Linked DNA regions of Pan troglodytes: region 1 is linked to region 2. A link is a contact called in public HiChIP or PLAC-seq data. All regions are on one chromosome and are shown on one strand. The core of a region is the stretch at or near the end of the contact, and the rest is flanking DNA. Distances in the headings are between cores, read along the strand shown.

What was found. HiChIP or PLAC-seq counts read pairs in DNA pulled down with a chosen protein or histone mark.
Region 1: a contact with region 2 is called in an H3K4me3 HiChIP or PLAC-seq map of stem cell-derived excitatory neurons, with 2.3 times the contacts expected there. The contact joins the promoter of SCRT2 here to the promoter of NRSN2 in region 2. A contact is called at or near these places in 1 of 7 Hi-C or Micro-C datasets (induced pluripotent stem cells) and 1 of 1 datasets of contacts at active chromatin or transcription factors (stem cell-derived excitatory neurons).

Annotation. Positions count from the first base shown.
Region 1 is chr21:7,404,981-7,411,261 of NHGRI_mPanTro3-v2.0_pri, reverse strand. SCRT2 (scratch family transcriptional repressor 2) reads left to right here and starts at 3,413. Exons shown (of 2, transcript XM_016937263.4): 1 at 3,413-4,733. The coding sequence starts at 4,601.
Region 2 is chr21:7,072,025-7,077,947 of NHGRI_mPanTro3-v2.0_pri, reverse strand. NRSN2 (neurensin 2) reads right to left here and starts at 1,366. Exons shown (of 3, transcript XM_009436641.5): 1 at 1,288-1,366.

The DNA.
Region 1 (6,281 bases), core at 2,164-4,663, 330 kb before region 2:
GTTCATGGTTGTGAACGTGCTGTGAGAGGTTTCTGTATTCTGCACCCCTCACTTAACACATTCTATAAGCTTATCTCCCCATATGAGAATTTTTAATGGCTGCAGAATACTACATGGAGTGAACGTCTTCTTCACAACCCTCTCCTTGCTTTCTCCAACCCAGGGTTTTTATTACCATCTCTGATGCTGCAGCGAACATCCTTGGGAATAAAAGTTATTTCCTTATTTCATGTGACTTAGAGAAATTAATTCCCCACAGTGAACTTCCTGAAACCAGTAAGCTGGGGTGGGGGGAGGTTTGGGGGACAGAAGGCCCTTCCTGGTGTCCTAGTGATGAAATTCTGCTGGCCATTGTGTATTTCATCCATACTTAAGGTCTCCTCCCCTCTGAAGGTATTTTGGAACCTCATCTTCAGGGCTCAAGGCTTCTTCTCATCTGCTAAATGCACCCACACTATCTTCCAACTTGTGGTCAGAGACCTGGGGTTTTATCCTCAACCCGACACTAGTGGGCTGCAGGACCTATTAATACATCATTTCTGTGGGGCTTCCTTTGATCAGTTAAGGGGTGGATCACTATCTTTCCCAGTGAGAACAGTCCAGTCCCAGCTCTGTCCCAAGTTGCTGTGACCTATATTCCTTTTTAAGGACTCTGGGATCCATTTTGCCATCTCTTAGATGAGAGGTTGGAGAGGTAGAACCATCAGGCAGGTGGAGGTGAGCTAGATGACACCCACTTGCCTTATTTACCCACAGTGAACTAGGCACCCTTAGAGGACAGAGATCCAAGTACCCAGCACAAACTAAAAAATATGGCTATACCACAATTGTCAATGACTGAACAAATAAGCAACTTCCTCTATGTAAACAGTGAAAAGTTATTCTCCAACCAATAGGTCTACTTAGTCACAGTTGTAAGCTATAGTTATAGGCTGAATCTCACCCCTACAATCGTTCATTCTTTCATTCACTCATTCATTTGGGATTTATGGAGTAATCTCTGGGTCTGGCCCTGCTAACGTGTTGAACTCATCTTCCTTCCCTTCTTGCTGTCCTCAGCTGCCCAAGCTCATTCCTGCCTCAGAGCCTTTGAACTTGTGAAGCCTCTGGCTGGAGCACTCTTTCCTGGGCTCCTCCCATGGCTGGCTCAAGTCTAGGTTCACATGCCACCTCTCCCAGGAGACCCTTGCTGGTCACCCTGCCTAAAGGCACCATCACTCTCCATCATCTCCCCCTGTTTTATGTTCCTCACAGCACTGGACAACTATCTGAAAATATATTGTTGATTTAAGGATTTTCTTGTTTGGTGTCCATCCACTCAATGAATGGACAGCTGCAAGATCAGCTGCAAGAAAGCAGGGACCAGAGATGCCTAGTTCACCACTAATTCCACAGAATCCCACTAACATGTAACAAATGAGTGCTGCATGCTACAGGCAAAACTGCATATATAGAACCCTCAAGCACTGAACTCCTACCATATGCCAGTCACCATTCCAAGCCCTTTACATGTAGTAACTCTTCTAACACTCCCAACAACACTTAGGTAGTGACAATTATTATTCCCATTTTATAAGTGGGGAAATTGAGGCACAGAGCGGTTGAGTAACTTGTCCAAGGACCTATGGCTGATAAGTAGGGGAGCTAGAAGACCCTCAGGCACACTGTTAAGAGTGTGTTAGGCCATACATGGGACAGAGTCTTTGTCCTCATGAAGCTCAGGGACCAGTGGGTGAGTTGGCCCAGTCTGCAATGATGGAAGTCAGGGACACCTCCTGGAGGAAGTGACCCCTCGGCTGAGTCTTGAGAACAAGTAAGGGTTTCCTAGGGTGAAGTGCAGGGAAGGACTCTGGGCAGTGGAGATGGTATGCAGGTCAAGAGAGCTGCAAGCCCAAAGCACCAGTAGGCGCCTATGGCTGGAGCAGAGAAGCATGGGCGTGCCATGAGTCAAGGGTGTGGTCACTTCAACTCTCAGTGACAGAGGTTTAAAAAAGTCCCATAGGCAACATGGTGAAACCCCGTCTCTGATAAAAAGACAAAAAATTAGCCGGGCATGGTGGCACATCCTGTAATCCCAGCTATTCGGGAGGCTGAGACAGGAGAATCACTTGAACCTGGGAGGCGGAGGTTGCAGTGGGCTGTGATCGCACCATTGCACTCCAGCCTGGACAACGAGAGCGAAACTCCATCTCAAAAAAAAAAAAAAAAATTCCCATGGGCAAGATATGAGGCAATGCAACAGGAAAGATGGTGGGGGACCTCCAGACCATGCAGGACCTTGGCAAGATCAGGGGCCCCCATTTTTTTTTGGACCTGCAATGTTTTTCAATGTTTATATATAGGGAGTAAACTGCCTTAATTCCTTATTTGGGTCAGGGAAAACAATCTAAAACCATACAGGGCAAATTCAATGGTAAACCTTCTGTTTACACATCCTTGCATCTCTATGTCTTTTGAAAATATTCAAGGCCAACAGATCCTGCATTGGAAACTCTAACTTCTTCTTCTTCTTCTTCTTCTTCTTCTTATTATTATTATTATTATTATTATTATTATTATTATTATTTTGGAGATAGGGTCTCGCTCTTTCATCCAGGCTGGAGCGCAGTGGTGCCATTACAGCTCACTGCAGCCTCGAACTCCCAGGCCCAAGCGATCCTCCCACCACATCCTCCCAAGTAGCTAAGGCCACATGTGTGCACCACCACACCTGGCTAATTTTTTTTTTTAAACTATTTGTAGAGACAAGGTCTCACTATGTTGCCCAGGCTGGTCTCAAACTCCTGACCTCAAGTGATCCTCCTGCCTCAGCCTCCCAAAATGCTGGGATTACAGGCTTGAACCACCACGAGGGGCCCCAGTTTTATTCTGAGACTTCTGGGCTACACCTCAAGGACCCTGATAGGCCCTGATTCAGTGGTGCCCGGAGGCCACTGAGGTCTCTGGCAATTGCTGCTGACTCACTGCATGACCTTGAGCACCTCCAAGCCCTCTCTAGGTCTTAGCCTGCAAACTGGTATTGGATGACCCAGTCCCAAAAGGACATCCCCACTCCACCAGCCTTGCATCTCATAACCAGAATTCCATTGACAGTGAGAGCCTGGAATTCCTAGAGTCTGATTCTGGGACTCTTGTGCACTGGCCATCCCACACTTGCTGAAGCAGGTCCGCCACCATGGGGCTTTGCCCAGCACCCTCTGGGCAGGGGGCTGAGCTCTCCTGCTCCTTGGTCCTGCCAAGATATGGGGGCTCCCCCAGGTTTGGATCGGACTGGGGGTGGCGGGTCTGCTCAGATCCTTTTAGAGACAAAGGAGCTGACCTGCAAAGAGTTCCAGCAGGAGCCCCGCTCCCCCTCCCTTCCCCCCTCTCCCTTCCCAGTCCACGTGTCTCTATTGTCTGCTCCCCGCTTCAGGGAAAGACACTGCCTCGGATGTGTCAAAACCACCACCCCCCGGCAGCAGGAAAATTAATTACTGGACGATTTTCACTTCCTCTTGCAGCGCCCGCCTGAGCTAGGCACCGGAACAGGACCAACTGAGCAAGGCCAGGCATCGGCGTGGGGGGACTTGCTCCCCCACCAGTTCTGGAAGAAGAAAGTTGAACCCCAAACCCAATAGGGGGCTCCAGTGGGAGCCCGAGCAGGGGGGAGGGGAGACTCACTCTAGTGAAAGCTGAGTGTCCACCCCGGCCACTTCAGAACTGGGGGAGAGGGAGAGGACTGGAGGCGGGAGGGTGGCTGCTGGCCAGTGCGCACTCTTTTCTTTGCATCCCCTTCCCTGTGGCCCCATGTGCCTGAACCCCGCCTGCTCGGGACCGCTTTCCCTCCGTTCCCCTCGGCTTCCCCCTCGCTTTTGCACTTTTCTTTCCCTTTCTTTGCATCCCTGGGGGGGCTTCCTTTTTGTGTGCCTGGATTTCTCTTTTCCTCCTGTGGGTGTGTGTGTGTTGCTACTTCTCTCCATCTCTGTCTTTCTTCTCTCTGTGTTTCTCTCTTGTGTCTTTTTGTCCTTATCTTGGTCTCTCTGCTTCTATTTCTACCTCTCTCCGCGTGTGCGTCTCTCTTTCCCTGTATGTCTCTGTCTTTCTCCGAGTCTCTCTTCTTCTCCCCGCCCCCCTCACTCCCCTTTCTCCGTCTCTCTCTGTCTCTGCGCCTTTCTCGCCCTCACTTTCTCCCCTCCTGCCTGCTCGCTGCTCCCTGCTCCTGGCCTGCCCCCACCGCCGCCGGTTCAGGGGAACGTGTGCGGAGCGATTGTCCTGGGGGACATTTGATGGATTAGAGCGCTGAACAGTTCCATTGCTAGGGGACCACCTGATCTCCTCCAGCCTGCGTCCCATATAAAGCCGGCAGCCGGAGTGCTGAGCACAGCTCCTGCGATCCCCTGTCTGCGCGCCGCCGCCAAGCCCGAGCGGGAGCCCGAGCCCGAGCCCGAGCCGCGGCCGCCGCCACCGGTGCCGGCTCCGAGCGGCCCCCCGCACTCCAGCCCGCCGGGAGCTGTCCAGTGCTGAAAACCCGCGCGGACACAGCCAATCGCGCCCGGCTGGCCGCCTCCCCCCACCGGGGCCCCACGCAAGTGTCCCCGCCGAGCCCCCCGCCAGTCGCACCATGCCGCGCTCCTTCCTGGTAAAGAAGATCAAAGGGGACGGCTTCCAGTGCAGCGGGGTGCCGGCCCCCACCTACCACCCCTTGGAGACAGCCTACGTGCTGCCTGGCGCCCGGAGGCCTCCCGGGGACAACGGTGAGTGGGACCCGGCGGGGTGGGGGGGGGGGGGGGGGTTGGGAGAAGAGGCGAGGGGAGCTGGGGCCCTCCCCAGCTTGGGCCACGAGGAGGGGCGCGTGCGACAGGAAACCCCCGGGAGGAGATCTCTCTGGCCGTGGGCTCCTCCCGGGCTTTCCAAGGGCCGTGCGGGCGGGGCAGGGGCTAGGTCGTACAAAGGGAAAGTCGCGGGGTCGGCCCATCCCGCAGCCACGCGCCAGCCGGGACTTTGAAAGTTGTGGCCCTCAAATAGGGCTAGAGTGAGGGGGTGGCAAGAGAACACAGAGAGGGCTGTTCGTGAAAGGCCAGTGCTGGGCACTAAGGCACAAGGCAGTTTGAGGGTTCCCTCTCCCCCGTTGAGGAAGAGAAGCTGGCTGCCTGGGAAGGGGGAAGGTAAAGGGCCCTGGATGTTCAGTCCCTGGAGAGACAGGGTTGGTTCCCTGGGGGTGGCTGGGGGCGCCCTCCCTCCCTTCAAAGCTGCTCCCCTGCCGATGTCACACAAGTGCTCTCAGACCCCCTCTCTCAATAACTCTTTTGTTACCCTCAGCCACATGCCTGCCAAAGGCTGGGCCTGTCCTGGGGACTGCAAGAAAGAGAGGATTTCTGGGAGGGGTTCCCCCAAAGTGGCTCCTGGTCCCCTGGATTGCACTCCTTCCCCATCCCCAGCTTCTCAACCCCCTCCAGAACCAACCCTGCTGCTCCTCGTAAGCCCCCTCCTCACTACATACACACACACACACACGCACACACACACACACTCCATCTCTTCTCAGAACAAGTTCCTGCAGGGACAAGGGTTTGAGGGACAAGAGAAGTCATTCAGGTGCAGAAGGGGGTGATCTGTGGAAGGCAGGGGAAAGTGGAGACTGCTTCTGTGGATCCCATCCTCCACCAAGGGGATCACAAAGGGGTTCTCCCCTGATGGCCCCCACCAGGGCAGGTGTCTGAAGAGGAGGTGTCCCTTTGGTAGTGAGAGATCTGACATCACATGTGGCAGCTTTGGGTTGTGTGTGTGTGTGTGTGAGAGAGAGAGAGAGAGATGGGGGTGGGGAAAGAGAGAGAGAGAGAGAGAGGGAGATTGAGAGAGGAGAAAAGAAAGGACTGAGGATGAGGGGGGAACTGAGATGGCAAAGACAGGAGCCGGGGAGGGTGAGGGCTTCCACCTCTGGGATTTCCAAGCACTTCACCCACATTCCATCACTCTGCCACACCAGGTAGAGAGAGAAAGAGTGCTGGGCAAAGGGCTTTGTGACCTCATCAAGGTCAAAGAAGTTACAGAGTGATCAGGGATACAGCTACAGCCCCTCATCCACTGGCATCCCCCAGACCCTTAACAGAAACCCCTTCTCCTCTGCCCACATCCCTTATTCTACTGTCCTCTTTTCTTGATCACAGGGCCTCCTGAGGTGGAGGACAGAAGCCCAGGGACATGGCTGAGCAGGGCTGAGGGCTGGCAGGACAGAGGGTGGACCTGGGGCCATGCCAAAGCTGGGGAGTGTGCGCTCAAAGCTGGTAGAAACTGAAATATCT
Region 2 (5,923 bases), core at 117-2,616:
GGGAAGAAAAGGAGGAAAAACAACAACAACAAAAGCCATGACAGAGAGCGGGAAAAGGCAGAGACTGAAAGCGAAGGAGCGTCGGAGGAGGAGGGCGAGAGGGCTGGAGAGGAGGGCTCATCCGAGGAGGTGGGCGAGGAGGGCTCATCCGAGGAGGTGGGCGAGGAGGGCTCATCCGAGGAGGTGGGCGGGGCGGGCTGTGCGGAGGGTGCGGCCCGCGCGGTACCCGCCCCGGCGAGGCGCTGGGGAGGCCCGGGAGGGGGGAATAAACGGGGCCTGGGGGACGGTAGGAGCCTCCGTGCGGAGACCACTGTTAAAGGCCACAGGTGAGGAGGTGTGGAGGGGGCTTCGGGGCGGTTGACCTGGGTCAGCTCCTCCCCTCCAATTCACCGCTTCCCCCACTCCAAATAGACGGAATCACTCAGTCCTGCTGGTACTGGAGAGGGAAGGTGACCCTGACGGTGCCTCCCGCTCGGCCTGGCCCCTCCGCCTGGCGTTTTAGGGTTGCGGGGAGTAGGTCCAGCTGGCGGGGGGCGGGGCGCAGGCACCCGGGACGAGGGTTGCCATGGGAACCGCTAGGGAGGCGTCCCCAGCCGGGAGCCGGGAGGAGCTTGGTGGGAGGGGAGCGGGAAGAGGAGGGGGCGGCGCTGTCCGACGGGGGGAGACTGCGGCGGAGGGAGGAGGCGAGGGGCGGGAGGCACGGGCGGAAGTGACAGAAGCCAGGGCCCGAGGATGGATGGAATCTGTCGCCTCTGCACAGCCGCATTCCGTTGTCCTTCCCAGACCCTCAGACTCGCCCACTACGGCGTCCCGCGCTGCCTGGGTCGGGGAGAAGGGGCGCCCTCCCGAGGGGGAGGGGGAGGGGGTGTCGGCCGGGGAAATCAGGCCATTTCCCCGCTCCCTTCCCCACCTGCACCCGCGCCACTCTTTCTGACAGGACCACCGATCCCCTGGTCCACACCAACTGCGTCCTTTTCCCTAGAGAGAAACGGAGGCAGAGAGGGCTAGGAATGGGTTTTCGGTTTGAAGTGTTGGCGGGGGTGGGGGGTGTCCTTTGAAGCCTCTACCCAGCCTATCAACCCTGAGGCGTCGCGGGGCGATGGGGCTGTTTCTGTCTCCTGCCCCTGCTACTTCCCTGAGACCCCCCACCTCCCAAAGCCGAGGCTCAGGCGCAAAGGTCCTGGCCCTGGCGGGACACAGCCCGGGCTGAGGATGCGGGCAGAGCGCGGGGACTCTCCAGGGGCTGGGGCTGGGGCCTGGCCGCGCGTGGGGCAGGGCTGAGCTCACCTCTCTGCCTGCCGTCTCCGCCGAGCGAAAGCGGGCTCGGTTCGCGCCTGCGCCGCAGTTCGGGGCGGGGGCGACACGGGGGCGGGGGAGGGGGGCGCCGGCCCGCCTCAGGGCCCGGCTCTGCAGACGGCGGCCGCCTGCAGCTCCCCCAGCTCCTGTCCCCTTCCAGAGTTCCCTGCTCGCTCGGACACCCCAGCTCCCTCACAGAGACCCCTGGGACTCCCTGGGCCCCAAGCCCTCCTGCAGTCCCTCAAACTCCTCACCGAAGCTGCCATCACTCCCGCAGCTCCCCACCCCTCTCGTGGAAGACCCGTCCCTTAACGGAGCCTTCATCTCCTCGCTGCACCGTCAGTCCCTTTTCCAGGTCTCCATCCCCCTCATGGAGCCCCACCCCAGCGTAGAAACCGGCATCTCCTCGCCGGGCCCCCGTCCTCTTCACAGGCTCCCATCTCTCTCCGGGCTCCTACCGGGAAGTCCCCTCCCACTTGCCTTGAGAGCCCCTAATCTCTCTGGAGTCCTCACATCTCGCTCAGTCCCCATCCTCTTTTCATCCTCTTTTCCTCTTTGAGTCCCTACCCATCCCTGGTACAGGATCAGCCCTTGTACCTCGAGAAGGGAGTTTGGGTGGAGGACTCGGGGTTGGGAGAGAAGTGACCTCCACTTTGGAAGGAGCTAATGGCACAGCCTCCCTTGTTCTTTCCTCCCCTAGCCCCAGTTCTGCCCTGGGCAATGCGTGCCCACTGCCCATCTCCCTGGAGAGCCAGCCTGTGCCAGGCAGCTGCATCTGCCTCACACCCTGTCATGAGCTGTCAGCCTTGATTTTGTCCCATATTTGCTGTGTGATCTTGGGAAAGTCATTGTGCCCCTCCAACCGTCATCAAGCACCCTTGCACAAACATGCCTTTGTGTCTTGAGCATCTGTTCTGTTTCTCCTTGTGCTAGGGGCTGGGGACACACAGATGAATGAGCTCTGCAAGATAGGGCCACATCTTCCTTTTTAGTTTTTCTTTTTCTTTTTTTTTAATTTTTATTTTTTTGAGACAGCGTCTCACTCTGTTGTCCAGGCTGGAGTGCGGTGGCATGATCACGGCTCACTGCAGCCTCGATCTCCCAAGGCTCAGGTGATCCTCCCACCTCAGTCGCCTGAGGAGCTGGGACTACAGGCACGCACTACCATGCCTAGCTAATTTTTTGTATTTTTAATAGAGACAGGGTTTTGCCATGATGCCCAGGCTGGTCTTGAACTCCTTGAGCTCAAGTGATCCACCTGCCTTGGCCTCCCAAAGTGCTGGGATTGTAAGTGTGAGCCACCGTGTCTGGCCAAGGCCACATATTTCTTGTTCATGTTGTATCTGTGAGGCTCCCATAGTGCTTGGCACTGAGTAGGCAGCCCAGTAAATATTTACTGAAGACAGTCTAATAATAGTAGCAAACTTATTATGCTCATTATGTGCAAAGTGTTTAAGCGTTTTGTATGTTCTATTTACTTATTTAAGTGTGTGTGTGTGTGTGTGTGTGTGTGTGATGGGAGGAACTCTTGCAGCTCAAAACTAAAGGCCCCAAATGGTGACAGGAGATGGCATTGGAGAGGCAGGCAGAAGTGAGACCTTGTGGGGCCTCATAAGCCAAGGTAAGGAGTTTGAGCTTCAGCCCAAGGGTAGTGGGGAGCCATGGAAGGGTTATGAAGAGGGGTGGGATGTGATCTGATTTTCATTCTGAAAAGACCTCTGGCTGCTGTCAAGAGAACAGCCTGTTGAGCACAAGAGTGACAGCAAGAGATCAGTGAAGAGATCAGAGATGACAGTGTCTTGGCCTGGTGCAGAGAAATGAAGACATTCAAGAGATGTTAGCCTGTAAAATGAACTACAGGAATAGCTACAGATTGGAAACAACCTGTGGTGGTTTTAAAATATAGCTACAAATTCTTTAGCACTCCTCTATAGAGAGGTGGGATCCTTGTACCCTCTCTGAATCTTGGGTGAGCTGATGACTGCTTCAACCAATGGAGTACGGTGGAAGTAACACTCTGACTTCTAAGGTCCAGACATAAAAGTACAGGCAACTTCTGCTAGAACTCTAGCTCTTGGAGCCTGAGGCACCTTGCCTACCTAGGGCTCCATGTCTGCTTAGAGGCTGCCATGCTGTGAGGGTGCCAAGACCATCAGGAGAGGACACCTCAGTCCCAGCTAAGCTTAGCTTTGAGTCATCCCAGTTCAAGCATAAAAGAAGTGAGTGAAGAAGAACCAGATGAGGCCAGGCACGGTGGCTCACACCTGTAATCCCAGCACTTTGGGAGACCAAGGCGGGTGGATCCCCTGAGTTCAGGAGTTCGAGACCAGCCTGGCCACATGGCAAAACCCCGTCTCTACTAAAAATACAAAAATAGCCGGGCATGGTGGCGTGCACCTGTAATCCCAGCTACTAGGGAGGATGAGGCAGGAGAATTGCTTGAACCCGGGAGGCAGAGGTTGCAGTGAGCCGACATCATGCCATTGCACTGTAGAAGGGGAAGGGGAAGGGGAAGAACAAGATGATTACAGTGGCCAGCCATTTGAATGAGCTTCAGCCTTCAAACCTTCAAATCTTCCTAGCTGAAGACTCAAACAAGCTGGCCTCACTGTGTCCTGCCTGAATTCCTGACACACAGAACCCACAAGCATATTCAAGTGGTTGTTGTGTTATACCACTAGGTTTGGGGGGTTTTGTTCTGTGCTAACAGATAACTGGGACACAGCTTAAATATCCATCAATGGAAGACGAGTTATGTACATTATATCTCTTTGTGGAATACTATGCATCCATTAGAAAGAAGAAATTAGTCTATAGTTATTTATATTAATCACACTTCAAGTGAAGAAGGGTGCAGTGTTCTGAAAAGTCTCGATAGTATGCCTCCATCTGAAATTCTCAAAAAGATGGCACATATAGAGAACTTCTGGGAAAATAGACAAGAAAGAGGTAACAGCAGATGCCTTGGGGGAGGGTAACTGATGGCAAGGGTGGGAATGAAATTCACTTTTTTTTTTTTTTTTTTTTTGAGACAGAGTCTCGCTCTGTCACCAGGCTGGAGCGCAGTGGTGCGATCTCAGCTCACTGCAACCTCCGCCTCCCGGGTTCAAGTGATTCTCCTGCCTCAGCCTCCCCAGTAGCTGGGACTACAAGCACATGCCACCATGCCCAGCTGACTTTTTTTTTTGTATTTTTAGTACAGATGAGGTTTCACCATGTTGGCCAGGATGGTCTCTATCTCCTGACCTCATGATCTGCCTGCCTCGGCCTCCCAAAGTGCTGGGATTACAGGCATGAGCCACCGTGCCCGGCCGAAATTCACTTTTTACTATACACCTCTATGTTAGTTATCTATTGATTTTGTAAAAATTTAGGTGAGAAATGATGAAGAATTGGAGTGGGCAGGAAAAATGGAAAGGAGGGTGCAGGTGTGAAAAATGTCCATAAAGTTAAGTTGGCAGAACTTCTTGGTTACTAAGAAGTAAGGGAAGTGACAGGGATTGAGAGAGAGAGACAGAGAGAGGGAGAGAGACAGAGAGGATAGAGGCTGACTTTTATGTTTATAGGTCAGGTGGGTGATGCTCCCATTAACAGAGATGTAAAATAGATGAGGGAAAGCCAGGTTATGGAGAAGGTGATGCCCTTCGCTTTTGGCAGAGTTGAATGGCACTGTACAGGACATACTGGCCTAGAGTCAGGGGCAAGGTCTTGGCCTTAGATACAACATAGGGAATTGTTCTCACTGGAAATGGCAGTTTTAAACTTGAACTGGCTTTAAACAAAGGGAATATAAAGGCTCACATAATTGAGAAGTCAAGGGACACTGGCTTCAGGCATGGCTGTATCCAGATGCTCAGGATCTTTCTCTTTATCTCTTGGCTCTTCCCTCATCTGTGTTGGCTTCAATGTCAGGCAGATTTTCCCTATATGGTAGCAAAATGGCCACAGACTTCAAATTTAACTGCTGGGAAAAGAATCTGTTTCTCCGTATAGTCTCAGGAAAAGCCCTGATATTGATTCCCCTCACCCCAGTTAGATAATATGTCATTTACTGAACCCACTGGAGTGTCTCTGATTGGCTGGTTACTTGCTCACCCTTTGGGTGGCTGGCAGTGGTTAACCCGGAAAACCTCTTGGACTGAGAACCTGCTTGAAGAGCTTCCCTAAAGGGAAATTGAAATACTATTACTGTAAGAAAGGGCAGTGGGGCCAGGCCCAGTGGCTCATGCCTGTAATCCCAGCACTTTGGGGGGCTGAGGCAGGTGGATCACAAGGTCAGGAGTTTGAGACCAGCCTGACCAACATGGTGAAACCCTGTCTCTACTAAAAATACAAAAATCAGCTGGGTGTGGTGGCGTGCGCCTGTAGTCCCAGCTACTCCGGAGGCTGAGGCAGGAGAATCACTTGAAGCCGGGAGGCGGAGGTTGCAGTGAGCCAAGATCGTGCCACTGCACTGTAGCCTGGGTGATAAGAGTGAGACTCCGTCTCAAAAAAAAAAAAAAAAAAAAAAAAGCGAAAAAAGAAAGGGCAGTGGATGTAGAGCTGGCAAAAACAATGACATTGAGATGAAGCGTGCTCAGGTAAGAGCTCTAACGAAGCCCTCTGCTGCAGACTGAATGTTTGTATC